Regions from separate parts of the Mus musculus genome. Here region 1 is linked to region 2. The links are chromatin contacts, called in public promoter capture Hi-C maps. All regions are on one chromosome and are shown on one strand. The core of a region is the stretch at or near the end of the contact, and the rest is flanking DNA. Distances in the headings are between cores, read along the strand shown. Region 1 overlaps Gm14206 (a long non-coding RNA gene). Region 2 holds the start of Krtap2-4 (keratin associated protein 2-4).

Region 1 (6,357 bases), core at 36-2,535, 670 kb before region 2:
GTGTGTAATGTGACAATGAAGAGGTTGTAGGACTGAAAGCACGGGCAAGTGTACAGGGCAAAAGTGTGCACACATGAGACAAGTGTGACTGTGTGTCAGTGTGAGGTTGTGTGCGCATGTGCGATTGTCTATGAGCATGTGAGAGCATGTGTCTAAGCTTAGAGTGTGGCTGTGTGTGGACCTGAGGATGCAGGGCTGTGAGGTATGTGTCTGTGTGCCACGTGCACGCACTAGTGCAAGGGCATGTGATTAGACTTGAATGAGGTTGAATGTGTGAGTCCATATGGTAGCCGTGTGCAAATGTATGTGTGGGCTGTGTAGGTGTGCATTTGTGTGCAAGCTCTGTGAAGGTGAGTTGCATGTGCACCTGTGTGAACTAGCCACTTGCGTTGGGGAAGTGCTGAACTTGGACTCAGGCCCACCTCTCCTCTAAGGTTATAGTCAATGTAAGTGAAACCCAGAGTCTTTCTATGAATTCTGGGAAATTCCAGGGAACTGCAGGCTCAACCCCCGCCCCCCAGGGGAGTTTCCACATTCTAGTGAGAACTTTGAGGCCTTTCTTTCTTTCCTTCTTTCTTCCTTCCTTCCTTCCTTCCTTCCTTCCTTCCTTCCTTTCTTTCTTTCTTTCTTTCTTTCTTTCTTTCTTTCTTTCTTTCTTTTTCTTTCTTTCTTTCTTTCTTTCTTTCTTTCTTTCTTTCTTTCTTTCTTTCTCTTTAAAAACGCAACATGGAAGAGAGTCAAAATAATACTGACAAAATGTATGTAGGATTTAAGACATAGAATCACAGGACCTTGCACTAGCATGCATTCTGAAATGTATATGTGTGCACACGTTACACATGACGCACAGACCCATACCTCACAATCTTATATCCCCAATAAAGGCATAGAATCTACTATGTGTTATTAGACACTCAAACTTAAAAAAATCAATTTAATTTGAAATCACATGAATGTGTGTGTGTGTGTCTGTCTGTCTGTCTTTGTGTGAGAATGTGCAAGTGAAGTGCCCACAGAGGCTAGACATATTGAATTCCCTGGAGCTGGACTTCCAAGTGATTGTGAGCTACCTACTATGGGTGCTAGGGACTGAACTTGGGAAGGAAAAACATGCTCTTAACTGCTGAGCCATTTCTCCAGGACCTCAGACACTAAATCTTTCGACATGGGCCCTTCCCCTATCCTCATGGCCCTGGAGTTAGTGAGCAGAAGCCATTCCCAGGTCTGAGGTCAAAACAACCGCGGTGTCTGTCCAGCTAGCCCCGAGCAGCTCAGTGCTGCCCTCTGCAGGCGCACGATCAGAGATTCGAGCCTCTTAGCTCCAGCCTAGGTGACAAAGAGCCTATCTGGCTCATCCAGTGAGACCCTCTTGCTGTTCATCCACACATGCAGAACATGCTTGGATGTGCATGTAGGGTAGCCATGTAGGTGTGCGCATAGCCGTTTCTTTCATTGGTTTGTATCGGGTTCCCAGTTTTGGGGGGTCACACCCTGTGTGGCATGCACACCAATAACAGCTGCTGCTGTTAAAGAATTTTCAGTAGGAAGAGAGTACTCCTCTTGAAGAATAGGGACTGACCCAGGGATCCCCAAACTCGAAGCTGGCCTTGGGGTGAGCAGTTTCATAGAGGAGCCTAAGGGGTAGGAAAGGAGTGACGCGTGGGACAATGGACACAGTGGCCCAACTGGGGCTTGGTGCAGTGGGAGAGTCGGGGGGTGGCATACTAGGGAGTTGTATAATGAGGGAGATGAGCTGACCCAGACTCCAGGGAAGGGGTCTGAAGAGGCAGCTGACAGATATGTGGTCCAGCATCCTCCTGAATTTCTTCTGTGTCTTTGTGAACAAGGGTGCAGTACCGCAAATTACCAGCAGATGGTGCTCTAGCTACAGGATTGAAGCTTAGGTTGCACTCTGTAATGCGTTCTTTCCAAGAATGGAAAGATGCTGGAGCCTAGAGGCCAAATGGCTTCCCTTTTAGGGCAAGAGGACCTTGGGACGAGGTGGGGCGGGACTCCACACTGTCCCTTCAGCTTCCTGGTCAGGTACCTGCCTGTTCAGCTTCTATTCTTTTCTGTCTCTCAGCGACTTTGAAACACCCCCCAGGAACATAAAGACCCCCTCTGGTCTGCCCTGGAGGTTTTTCTCTAGACTCCAGAGTCTGTTGAGAGTCAGACAGCCTTTTTAGAAAGTTCCTGGTTGTTATAATCCAGGGCTCCGCCCCACTCTCTTACTTCCCTGGACGGCCTGTAGGAGGAGATTCCTTGTCTGTTTTAAGCTGGAGTTGTTAGGACCAGACACAGCTCACTCTCCTGCCACAAAGATCTAGAGGCTTCCACAGGACTGGTTGGTGGGCACAGCTCTCTTCCTAGCTGAGCTTGGGGCTTGGGGGCTGTTCCTTAATGGCTGTGGGGACAATGGAGATTATGGAGGAGGGCCCTTCAGTTGTATATCCTTCCCTCCTCTCCTTTGGGGAAAGGGCTTTCCCAACTCTGGTGACTTGGTCATTCATTTGATCATTTATTTGACAAGCATTGTTTGGTGTGTCTATTTCTGGGGACAGAGATGGAGGTGGCCGGGTCCCATCACCAATAAACAGGTGAGGATGTACAAGGTGTCCCTCAGCTTCCCTCCGCCTAAATTATGTCTGCAACACAGAATTACAGTCATCACTGCCCACCTGTTCAACCTAGAAAGCTATCCCCCTGCTTCCAACCTGCCCTGGCCTGTGCCCTGCTGGCCACCTGCCCTGATCCATGCTCCTGCTGGCTACCCAGCTCTGTGTCCATTTTCATGTCTGTTTCCCAGGCTGTCACCTCAGTCTGGGGTGGGTTCTGGGTTCTCCCCAGTGTTACATTTTTCTCTCACTAAGGAAAGCCTTTTTCTCAAACTCCAGGAGCTGGGAGGAGGTGGGGCAGAAGCAAAGACACAATGGATGAAGGTGACCCAAAGGGACTGTTCAGATGGAAAAGAAGACCCACAGACAACATGGGGAAACCACTCACACAGCGAGTGTGCGGAGGCTGAGCCATGCTTGTGAACCATGTCATCAGCTGGCAAGGAGAAGACAGGCAAAGGTCAGGAAAGGTCAGCTTGTAGGGGTCAAAGGTCAGCTCGTAGGGGTCGGTAGGGACCCAAGAAGAGATCCTGGATATTTATGTCAACTTGATATGAGCTAGAGATATCTGAAAGAAGGGAACCTCCATTGAGAAAACACCTCCATAAGATTCAGCTGGAAGAAATTTTCTTAACTAGTGATTGATGGGGGAGGGCTCAGCCCATTGTGGGTGGTGCTGTCCCTGGGCTGGTGGTCCTGGGTTCTATAAGAAAGTAGGCTGAGCAAGCCAGCAAGTAACCCTCCTCCATGGCCTCTGCATCAGCTCCTGCCTCCAGGTTCCAGCCTGTGTGTTCCTGTTCTGACTTCCTTCAATGATGGACAGTTCTGTGGACGCATAAGACAAACAAACCCTTCTCTCCCAGGTTGCTTCGGTCACGGTGTTCCATCACAGCAATAGAAACCCTAACAAATCCAGGACGGATGCTTCGTGTCACCCAGGAGTTAGGAGTGAAAACTGAGGTGACCAAGGAGCCCTTTGACGTTGGCAAAGGTAACCATAGAGCCTGCAGCATGGGGAACAGCTGGGTCTCACTGGTTTCCCGGGCTGCTACAAGTTAGTGGGGAAGCTCAATTCTATTTGGTTGGGGAGTGGAGGCAGAAGGATCAGAAGCTCAGAGACATCTTCTAGTCTGCCACTAGATAGCAAGTTTGAGGCCAGTCTGGGCTACAGGGGACTTTGTCTTAAAACAACAACAACAACAAACAGTCATTGGGTATGGTGGCATGTATCTTTAATCCTGGCACTTGGGAAGCAGAGGCAGGTGGATCTCTGTGAGTTCCAGGATTGCCTGGTTTACATGTGAGTTCCAGGAAAGCCAGGGCCACACAGCGATACCATGTCTCAAAACCAAAACCACGGAGCCATCTCTCCAGCCCTCCGGACTGTTGGCACTCATCGCTCTTGCAGAGGTCTCACGATTGCTTCCATTATCCAGACTGAGTGGCTTACACCCACCAGTAACTCCATTTCCAGGGATCTGATACCCTCTGGCCCCGTTGGGCACATGCACACACATGTATGCATGCATATGTATGTATTACGCATACTTGCATCCATTCATCCATAATAATAAAAATAAATAAAAAATGAGAAAAAGGGATAAAAATTATTTGCCAGCCAGGTGAATGTCTATACTCCTTGGAGGTAGGTGGGTTATGTAAACCCGGAAGTTTAAGGCTAGCCTTGGCAACACAGCAGGACACTGTCTCAACCAAAAATAGAACATTACTCATTAACCCAGTGATCCCATTACCAAAGTTTCCCCTAAGATTGGGTTTGTAAAAGTTCACACCACCATATGTTCAGGGATGTATACTATGCCATTTTGTGTAAACAAAAAACATTGGAGTCCAGAGATGCTTGGAATGGAGGAGTGGATGGAAAGAGTCTGCTGTTTCAGAGATACTGTTGCCTGGGAGACAGGCCTTGAGAGATGGATAGTGTTTCCTTCTGTGGAATTAAAATCTATACAGTCTAGAGCTGTATCCCAATTGGTAAAGTGCTTGTCTAGCCTGGACAAAGCTCTGGGTTTGATTCCCAGCACCATATAAGCCAGTGCCTGAAATCTCAGCACTAGGGAGACAGGAGGATCAGAAGTTCAAGGCTGCCCTTCTATACATAGCAAGTTTGAAGCCAGCCCGGGCTATATGAGAACCCGCCTTTCTTAAAACATCTAGACGCGTAGACATATTAAGAGTAAGTAAAGGTTGAGGACATGGCTAAGTAGGGGAAATCCATGCTTAGCATGTACCTGGTCCTTGCTTCGGTGCCTAACACAGCAAGCAAGCAAGTTAGGGAACAAATGAATGAACAAACCCAAGCACAGCAATGATGAACACAATCTGAGTTCCTCAGTATCCCTTCCTTGCAGGTTTCTTCTCAGCCTTCGTTCCAGTCACTTCCCACATGTTCTGCAAGCCCAGACATTCCCCAGAGGGGTTCCAGGAAGCTCTCTCTCCACAAAGCTCTCCCTGGAAGCAGCCTGGATCCCAGCGAGGCGGGGGAAGCACTTTGTCATGTAGACGGCTGTGGAAGAAGTGAACGGAAGCCATCAGCAGATTCTGCCTTGCCTGGCCCAGGGGACTGTAGATCCTGGTTCTCAGGCCTGACACCCCATAGACACCACCCTGAAAGCTCTAGAGCAGCCTGTGGGTCATGACCCCCCCTTTTGGTGTGTGTGTGTGTGTGTGTCACCTATTAGCTATCCTGCATTTCCAATACATACATTATGATTCATAACAGAAGGAAAATTATGAAGTAGCAAAAAATAATTTTGTGGTTGGAGGTCACCACAACATGAGGTATTAAAGGGTCACTATGCTAGGACGGTTGAGAATTGCTGCTCTAGGGCATCAGGGACTTCAGTCTCTGTCTGGTGGCTCAGCCTCACTCTCCTCAACCTCAGGCTCTCTGAAGAGGCGCTCAGCCCAAGGGCCTGCGCATCTGGAATTATCTTCCTTGTGTATGGCTGGCTCCTTCCTCATCTCACCTTAGCTGTAGATGGGGACCTCCCTAGACTTGGAGAACACGTTATTCTCGGATTTGTTGATCTTACCCAACCTTTCCAGCAGACAGATTGCTCCATTAGGATAGAAAAGCGGGCTCTTACGTCACCACCCGATTTCCAGTGTCAGGGACAGCACCCAGCACAGAGCGCATGCTTAGCCAATAGAAAGACAAGCTGCATCTAACAGGCTCCTTTCCCCAGCACTCTGGTTGCGTCATTCCAGGATGCTGACCCAGCTTCCGGCCTTCAGGTATTCCCCAAACACACCTGGCAGGTCTTCACCTCTGCCTGGCTCGTTGCTTCTGCCCTGGCTTTGGAACCCAGCCTCCCAGTCAGTCCCTCCCTCTGAAACTGCTCTGTGCCTCCGTGTGAGTGACTGGCTCCTTCCTCACCCTGCCAAGGTGCTGGTCCACACATACCTTTGTCTGTCAGGGCACAGCGCTATTGTACTCAAATGAAATGTCTGTCTGTCTTTTGCTCACGGCTGGCTCTCGTGAAGGGCAGGGCTGGGCTGACTCAGGACTGTATTCTGAGCCAGCCCAGCCCAGTGTCTGCCACACAATGAGCAGGATGAATGGGTGCTGACTGAAGTCTAACCTTGGGCTCTCACTGTATCTATTCAGTTGACAGGTCACCACCGGCAGAGCACTTAGCACATGCAGGGTACTGAGCTAGGCGGTGGGACCAGAGAGCATCTTTTGGCTGCAAAGGATTGCCAGTGTAGAAGAAGAACA
Region 2 (6,914 bases), core at 1,749-4,248:
CCCAAGCTAGTTTCTTCCAAACTAGAGTTGTTGGTAGAACTAACCTTTCCCAAGGTGGTTCCTAATTGCATCATTAACTAACCTTTAAGCAAGGATGGCTAGGTAAGCCCTAACACTGGGATGTTTAACAATTAAATCAAAGACATTAGCCATTGGGTGGTATATCTATAAGCAAGTATGCAATTTTCAAACTTTCCAAGAAGGCTTAAATAACCAGAACAAAGAGCAATACTATGCACTATGTGTATCTGAAAGCCTTTCTCTTGTACCTGCCCATTCAAGGGAATTTAAAATCTAAAAGCAATATGAGATTCCAAAAGACTGGTTGAATTTTCCTGACTTCAGGCCGATGAATATTTAAACTTAAGAAAGATTAGTTGGATGTATGGTTGATAGATTGTTTATATATAATTTTATAATCTGTGATATATACATGTACATTACACACACACACACACACACACACACACACACTTAAATATACATGCTACAGAAACAAATTCACTGAGTTCCCTAACCATTGCTTTTCTGAATTTTGAAATTTGACCATCTTCTCTTTTTGGTTAATTATATTCATCCATTTGTGTGAATAAATCAGTCTGTGAAGAACTCCAGGCAGTGATGACTCCACTTGACAGATGCAGAAGCTGTGGCTGGGAAGATGTCCTTTGCCTGAGATACACAGTTCCCTCTTCCCTCAACCCTCCCCATCCTCATTTCTGGCTCCTATGACTATGAATGGACTCTCTATGAAAAACATACTCTGTTTTCAGAATTGTAGACACCCCCTGACATCTAGAAGCCCCCGCCAACCTAGTTCCTGAGAGGACACAATCATAAAACTATTGAGATGAGGACACGGCCTACCAACAGTCACCATCATTATGTTCTTTGCCAATCAAATGACAAGTCTCATGATTAATTATCATTATCCTTAAAATGTGCATATTCCCACTGGTGATTACACTCTTGCAGAATGCTTGGAACTAGAATAATATGAGATTAAAAGATCATGTCATAAAGTTTAGGGACAGTCTCCATGTAACAAGTCCATCCCTGACTGTGTGTCAGCAAGAGCTCTAGAGCAGAAGAACCAAAAGTGGTCGTAGGATCTGACCGTGGCAGCGTTCTGGTATCCTTGCACGGGATTGTGTCTGGATAAGCTGAACACGACTGTACACAAAACATCCAATGTCAGTGTGGGTTATGGAACAAACATATGACCCATCTTCCAGAGGAAATAATGATATGGTGAAAGGAAAGAACAGTATTACAACTTCACATCTCCTACCTGAAATTTGGAGTCTTGTACTAGTTACTATCTGTTGTGACAACATTCCTGACTGTGGCAATTGAAGGAAGCAAGGCTTTTATTTTAAAGTGCAATTCCAGGTCTTGGCACATCATGATGGGGGAGTGGAGTCCAGGTGGCAGGAGGTTGGAGCAGCTGCTCACAACACATCTGTAGTCAAGATCAGAGAGCAATGAGTTACTGCATGCACCGTGGTACTCAGCTCACACTCACTTGCATTTACTCCAGAGCCCAGGCCACGAAACATTGGTACCCCCACACAGGGTCAGTCTACCCACAGACAGGGTCTGGCTTCCCACCTCAGTTAACTCAATTAAGGAAACAACACACAGGCATAGCCACAGGCTGACCTAATCTAGACAGTTGTGACTCGTTCCCGGGGTTGATTCTCCACTGTGACTAGTTGACAATCCAAACTAGCCATCACACACACTCAGAGGCAAACTTGATCCAGAGTCCTCAGCAATCCTTGTCCAATGCATACAGCAGCCTCCCAAACCTTGACTTATCTCTGGTATCTGACTATTGTAGTGGTGATACATAAAATTCTTTATGCAGTCACTACTCCACTAAGTCTTGTCCTTCTAATAATCTTATATCATATTTTATAAGCAGTCACAATTCTCAGCCATCAATCCACATATTGACTACAGTAAGATAATTGATTCCTCCTCAAATATGTTCAATAGATTTTATTCAAGCTTTTTATTTTGTGTATGGATGCACACACATGTCTGTGGGTGCAGTTGTGGCAGGGTGTAGGTGAGGAAGTCAGAGGACAACTTGCAGGAGTCCGTTTCCTCTTTCCACCATGTGGCTTCTGGGATTTGTCTGGCCCGGTGGCAGGAGCCATCTCACCAGCTCCACAATAGATTTTTAAAGAACGTAACGTGCCATTGCCTCTGTCGCACTTAGGAAGCAAGAAATATAATAATCAAGAGACAAATTTAGAAGACAGGCATGAGTAAAACTGTCACTTGGTTTGATCTTATTTACAAAGTTTTTCACCTTAAATGGCTTTTAGTTTTAGCTTGTCTCCTTACAAATCGTCACTGCTCTGTGGTAGGAAATTTCAAGGCCTAGTTTTTTCTTCTCTATCCCCCAAATTGTCCTGTTCACATATTAAGTGTCTCATGAGAAGTTTCCAGTTACGGGACAATTCAAGACCTTTCTCAAATGCCACTCTGATGCTTTGGTGACTCAGTCTCCAGGAACAAGGTAATAATCCATTTTCCAGAAGCCCTGGGGCATATTTTCCATAACAACATAGACACACACCTACTTTTATGAGCCATCTTGGCTCTTCAGGAATTGTTACTGGGTCTGGATGTCACTCAGAGCTCAGGCTGGTGACTCATGTGCATTGTAGGCTCACACCGACTCAGAGACTGTGAACAAGGGGAAAGTGACATCACCAGTGTGTCCTCTGGACTTTCAATCTGTCACATGGTCTAGCCTGGGAGGATTGACTGACAGGTGAGCAATAGTTCTGATGATACAAATTACCAAGTGTTCATTCCAAGGGAATAGGAGAAGGCTAGGAAGAAAAGCATCCTTGCAGATATTAGAAATGTTGCCTGGCAACTGAATCCAGGGCTCTCTTTTCATTGGGTAACCACAAGTCCAGGAAATGGCCGTTGGTCAGCACTGTTCAGGTATATAAAGGGACCCAACCTAGACAAGACATCGTACCTGAGAACTCCCAACCTCTCCTCACTTCTCAGCCCCACTCCAGCCCAGACACCACCATGACAGGCTCCTGCTGTGGATCCTTCTCCTCCCAGAGCTGTGGAGGAGGCTGCTGCCAGCCCTGCTGCTGCAGGGACCCCTGCTGCTGCCGCCCAGTGTCCTGCCAGACCACAGTGTGTCGCCCTGTGACCTGTGTGCCCCACTGCACCAGGCCCATCTGTGAGCCCTGCCGCCGCCCCATCTGCTGTGACCCCTGCAGCCTGCAGCAGGGCTGCTGTCGCCCCATCACCTGCTGCCCCACCTCTTGCACAGCTGTGGTCTGCAGGCCTTGCTGCTGGGCCTCCACCTGCTGCCAGCCCATCTCAGTGCAGGCTCCCTGCTGCAGGCCCCCCTGCTGCCAGCCTGCTCCCTGTCGCACCACCTGCAGGACCTCCCCCTGTAACACCTGCTGCTGAGCCATCACATAGGCAGCTTCTCCGGGTGAACAGAACTCGTCCTACTCCTGATGGAGCAGAGAGACACCACTTTTGCAGCCCATCTGTACTTCCCCAGTTCACCCAACCGTAAAGGCCTATCAAGTTCTCCATATATATATTCAGCTAGTCATCTGCATAGCTCTAGACATATTCTAGCTCCCATCAGCAGAATTCTTGGCATCAAAAGCATATGTAAGCAAATGTTAAGTTTTTTCATGAAGATCCATCCCATTGAGTCACTGTAATTTTTTTTTTTTAATTTCAAGGTTCAGATGGGATATGTTTTCAGCATGGTATCCTTGTGCTATGGTTTTGCATGATAAAAAAAATAAAATTTTATTTTTGGTGAAGTACACACATCCTTTTTGTATTCTTTCTTGATGTTTGAAACCTCATTGATGTGTAAATTACACTGTTCAGAATGGGATGTCTAGAAGGAGAAATGTTCCTAACAGCTGTATTTTGACCTTCCCTCCCCACCCCCAAGAGCCTTTGAGGTGCATGGTCCATGATGGTGAAAAGAATTTGAACATTTCAGATCATCTCGCCAATGGGCTTTCGTCTTTAAAGACACAGACTTCGGTGGTAACAGGACAAAAATAGTGAGACAGATCTTCGATCCTGAGTATGATTTGGGAGTGGTTCATACACACAAGAAAAGGAACAAAGTCCGAGTTACAGCCCCGCTCGCTTCCCAACATAGAAAACTATGCCATGGTCATCTCACCCAGAAACCCCTCATCACTGAGGTCTTCTTTAGCTCCTGGGTCAGTCTTTCTCTCATCTCCCCAGCCAGCACCACCACAGCAGCTAGGTTTCTGATGCAGCTGCTGATGAGAACAGAATTATACAGCCTTTGCTAGAATCTCACATACCGTGTCACTGAAACAGTGCCGACATGGGTTCATATAGGGTATATGAATTACTAATGTAATCAGGTGATTACATTAACCCTTTGTGGGGCAGTTTCACTGTTGTCAGATAAACCAGTCAGGAAGGCTAACCACTGGTTTTGGGTTTATTTATTTATTTATTTATGGTTTCCCACCCCACTCAAAAAATGCCATCTACCAACTCAGCAGGGTAGCACATGTCTTTATCCCCAGCACTTGGGAGACAGAGGCAGGAAGATCTCTGTGAGTTCAAGGCCACCCTGGTCTCCAAAGTGATTTGACAGCCAGGGCTGTTACAAAGAGCAACTCTGTCTTGGAAAACAAACAAACAAACAAACAAAAAAGGGCATCTACCACAGAAGTCATTCTAAAGAAATAACAGACTCAAACAAATTACAAAACAAGAGCTAAAAAAAAAAAAAAAAAAAAAAAAAAGCAATGTAAAACTTTGTGTCTTTGGAACCAAATATAAGTGAATCTTTTAAAATGTGCTGCTTGTACGCTTAGCCCTACGCACTGATTAGTGAGAGAAGTCAAGTAAGAAAGCTTTGTGAGGAGAGGGTCTGGGCTGGCTTCAGTCAAGACTGGATTTTTATTCATCTGCACGATACATGGCACATAGAAAATAATAAATTATATTGAAAATAAGTAAGCGTTAAGTAGGTGAGAGGAGAGGAAGACACATTCCTAGCCCCATTCTCCTTTCTGATATGTGTATTCTTATTCTGCTAAGCTGGCTTTCTCCACAAAGTGTTGCAACAAGAAGTAATATGTACAGGGTGTTCTGTGGCTAGCAACTTTTAGGAACCATTTGATAAAAATTTAGTATGTGTACAATGGGTTGTTACTATTATCATTTGTTTATTACTATTGTTGTTATTATTGAGGGCAATTATTTCCCAGCAGGCCTTTGGTTTACAGATCCCATTTCTTTATATCATTCTCTCAGTGCTGGGGTTGGAGCCTTACAAACATTAAGCAAGAGTTCTATCACTGAGCTACATCCCTCTCTCTATATAAGTCAATCTCTTTCTACATATCTTTTTTTATGTATTAGTCAGGATTTTCTAGAGTCACAGAATGTATGGAATGTCTTTCTATATTGGGGGAGTTTATTACGATGACTTACAGTCTGTACTCTAACTCCCCAACAATAATCAGCTGTGAATTGGAAGTCCAAGGATCTAGTAGTTGCTCAGTCCCACAGGGCTAGTTGTTTCAGCTGGTCTTCTGTAGAAGTAGATTCCAACAGATGTGCTGGAAAATAAATCCAAAGAAGAACAAATCTTCCTTCTTCCAATGTCCTTATGTAGGTCTCCAGCAGAAGGTGTGGCCCAGATTAAAGGTATGTGTGCCACCAATGCCTGGATCTGGGACTTGTTTTGTTCCAGGCTGACCTTGAACACAGAGATCTTCTTGTCTTAGTCTCCTGAAATTAAAGGTGTGCACTACCTCGCCTAGGCCTAAGCTTTTCATAACCACTATGCCTCAAGATCTCCATGCCAAGATCCAGGTCAGAAACTTGTGTCTTCCAGCCACAAGATCTGGATCACAGGTAATCCCTTCAATTCTGGATTGTAGTTCACTCCAGACATAGTCAAGTTGACAACTAGGAGTAGCCATTACAGCTCACCATTTTAAAATAATCTCTAAACACCTCTGCTTTATTCCCCTCAGTACTTTTAGTCTTAGACATATAGAAACTTTCTCTTTATCTTGCTGTGCTTTCTCAGACAGAAGATGTTGTGTTGTCTTCCACACTATCTTTATTATCATTCATTTGTCTCTGTGGTAACCCTGTGCCTGTGTCAACTACACTGGCTGCTAGCATGCTGAGTGACCCTGTAAGGAACTGTATAAGCAGCAGGACGGATGGCAAGGGGTAAACCAGAGCCTTCAACCACAGATCTAAGGCAGAAATAATTGCAGAGAAAGGACAGACACAGGAGCTGTAAAATCATGACCTAAGTTTTGCAGAAGGCCTGAGAGTTTGACGCAATTGAACATCACAGTTGGTTCTGTGGGTGGGAATGAACTTGAGGAGGTGTTGGAGATACTAGATATAGACAAGGTAGACGAAGACTGCTTTGTATTGAAACTAGCTAGGACTATTCTCCTCAGGGATGGAAGCCCCTCTGGATAGGCTCAAGGTCTTTGACTTCCTCACCTGTTTGGTGGCTTTGTTCAAAGTGTCCCATGACCGATTAACTATGCCCAATTGTGACACTCTGTTTGGAGGCATGTTTTAGAATTTTGAGAATTCCCAAATTATGTGAGACTCAATTCTTCTAGTTCCTGGAGATACTTGGTAAGAGAGAATGTGTACAGATGACTCTGAAGGTGTCACAAATAACAATTATAAAAGTATATACACCATTAAAATTCTTAAAGCAAATACTCCATTAGACCTGGTCATGTGGTCCTCGTCATTAATTCTGCAGCTCGTTGGACTTATGAACAATATCATGGCACATATTTGGGGACTGAGTATTGGCTGTAGCATTTACTAATGTTTGACATTGAGAAAATCACTTACCGAGTCTG

Evidence for each region. Promoter capture Hi-C pulls out the DNA fragments that hold promoters and counts their contacts.
Region 1: a promoter capture Hi-C map of trophoblast stem cells shows a contact between it and region 2, with 6 times the contacts expected there. The contact joins the enhancer-like site here to the promoter of Krtap2-4 in region 2. A contact is called at or near these places in 8 of 39 promoter capture datasets (3T3-L1-derived adipocytes, Sertoli cells, cranial neural crest and 5 more), 1 of 15 datasets of contacts at CTCF or cohesin (large pre-B cells), 2 of 484 Hi-C or Micro-C datasets (the G1E-ER4 cell line and embryonic stem cells), 5 of 115 datasets of contacts at active chromatin or transcription factors (the NIH/3T3 cell line, astrocytes, embryonic fibroblasts and 1 more) and 2 of 9 other capture datasets (adipose tissue and embryonic stem cells).

The regions. Positions count from the first base shown.
Region 1 is chr11:100,277,704-100,284,060 of GRCm38.p6, reverse strand. Gm14206 (a long non-coding RNA gene) reads left to right here. Exons shown (of 5, transcript XR_880211.2): 2 at 2,895-3,075; 3 at 3,479-3,606; 4 at 4,988-6,357. Among named protein-coding and RNA genes, the nearest start is that of Krt42, 11 kb to the right of the region's middle. Within about 2 kb of position 1,285, at least 53 of the 459 cell types and tissues checked have an H3K27ac peak or open chromatin away from gene starts, as enhancers often do. A contact at or near this core is called in embryonic stem cells and trophoblast stem cells, where this site is marked.
Region 2 is chr11:99,610,930-99,617,843 of GRCm38.p6, reverse strand. Krtap2-4 (keratin associated protein 2-4) reads left to right here and starts at 2,998. Exons shown (of 1, transcript NM_027800.1): 1 at 2,998-3,827. The coding sequence starts at 3,061. The coding sequence ends at 3,456. It overlaps Gm32730 (a long non-coding RNA gene), which reads right to left. Exons shown (of 5, transcript XR_880207.2): 4 at 1,292-1,462.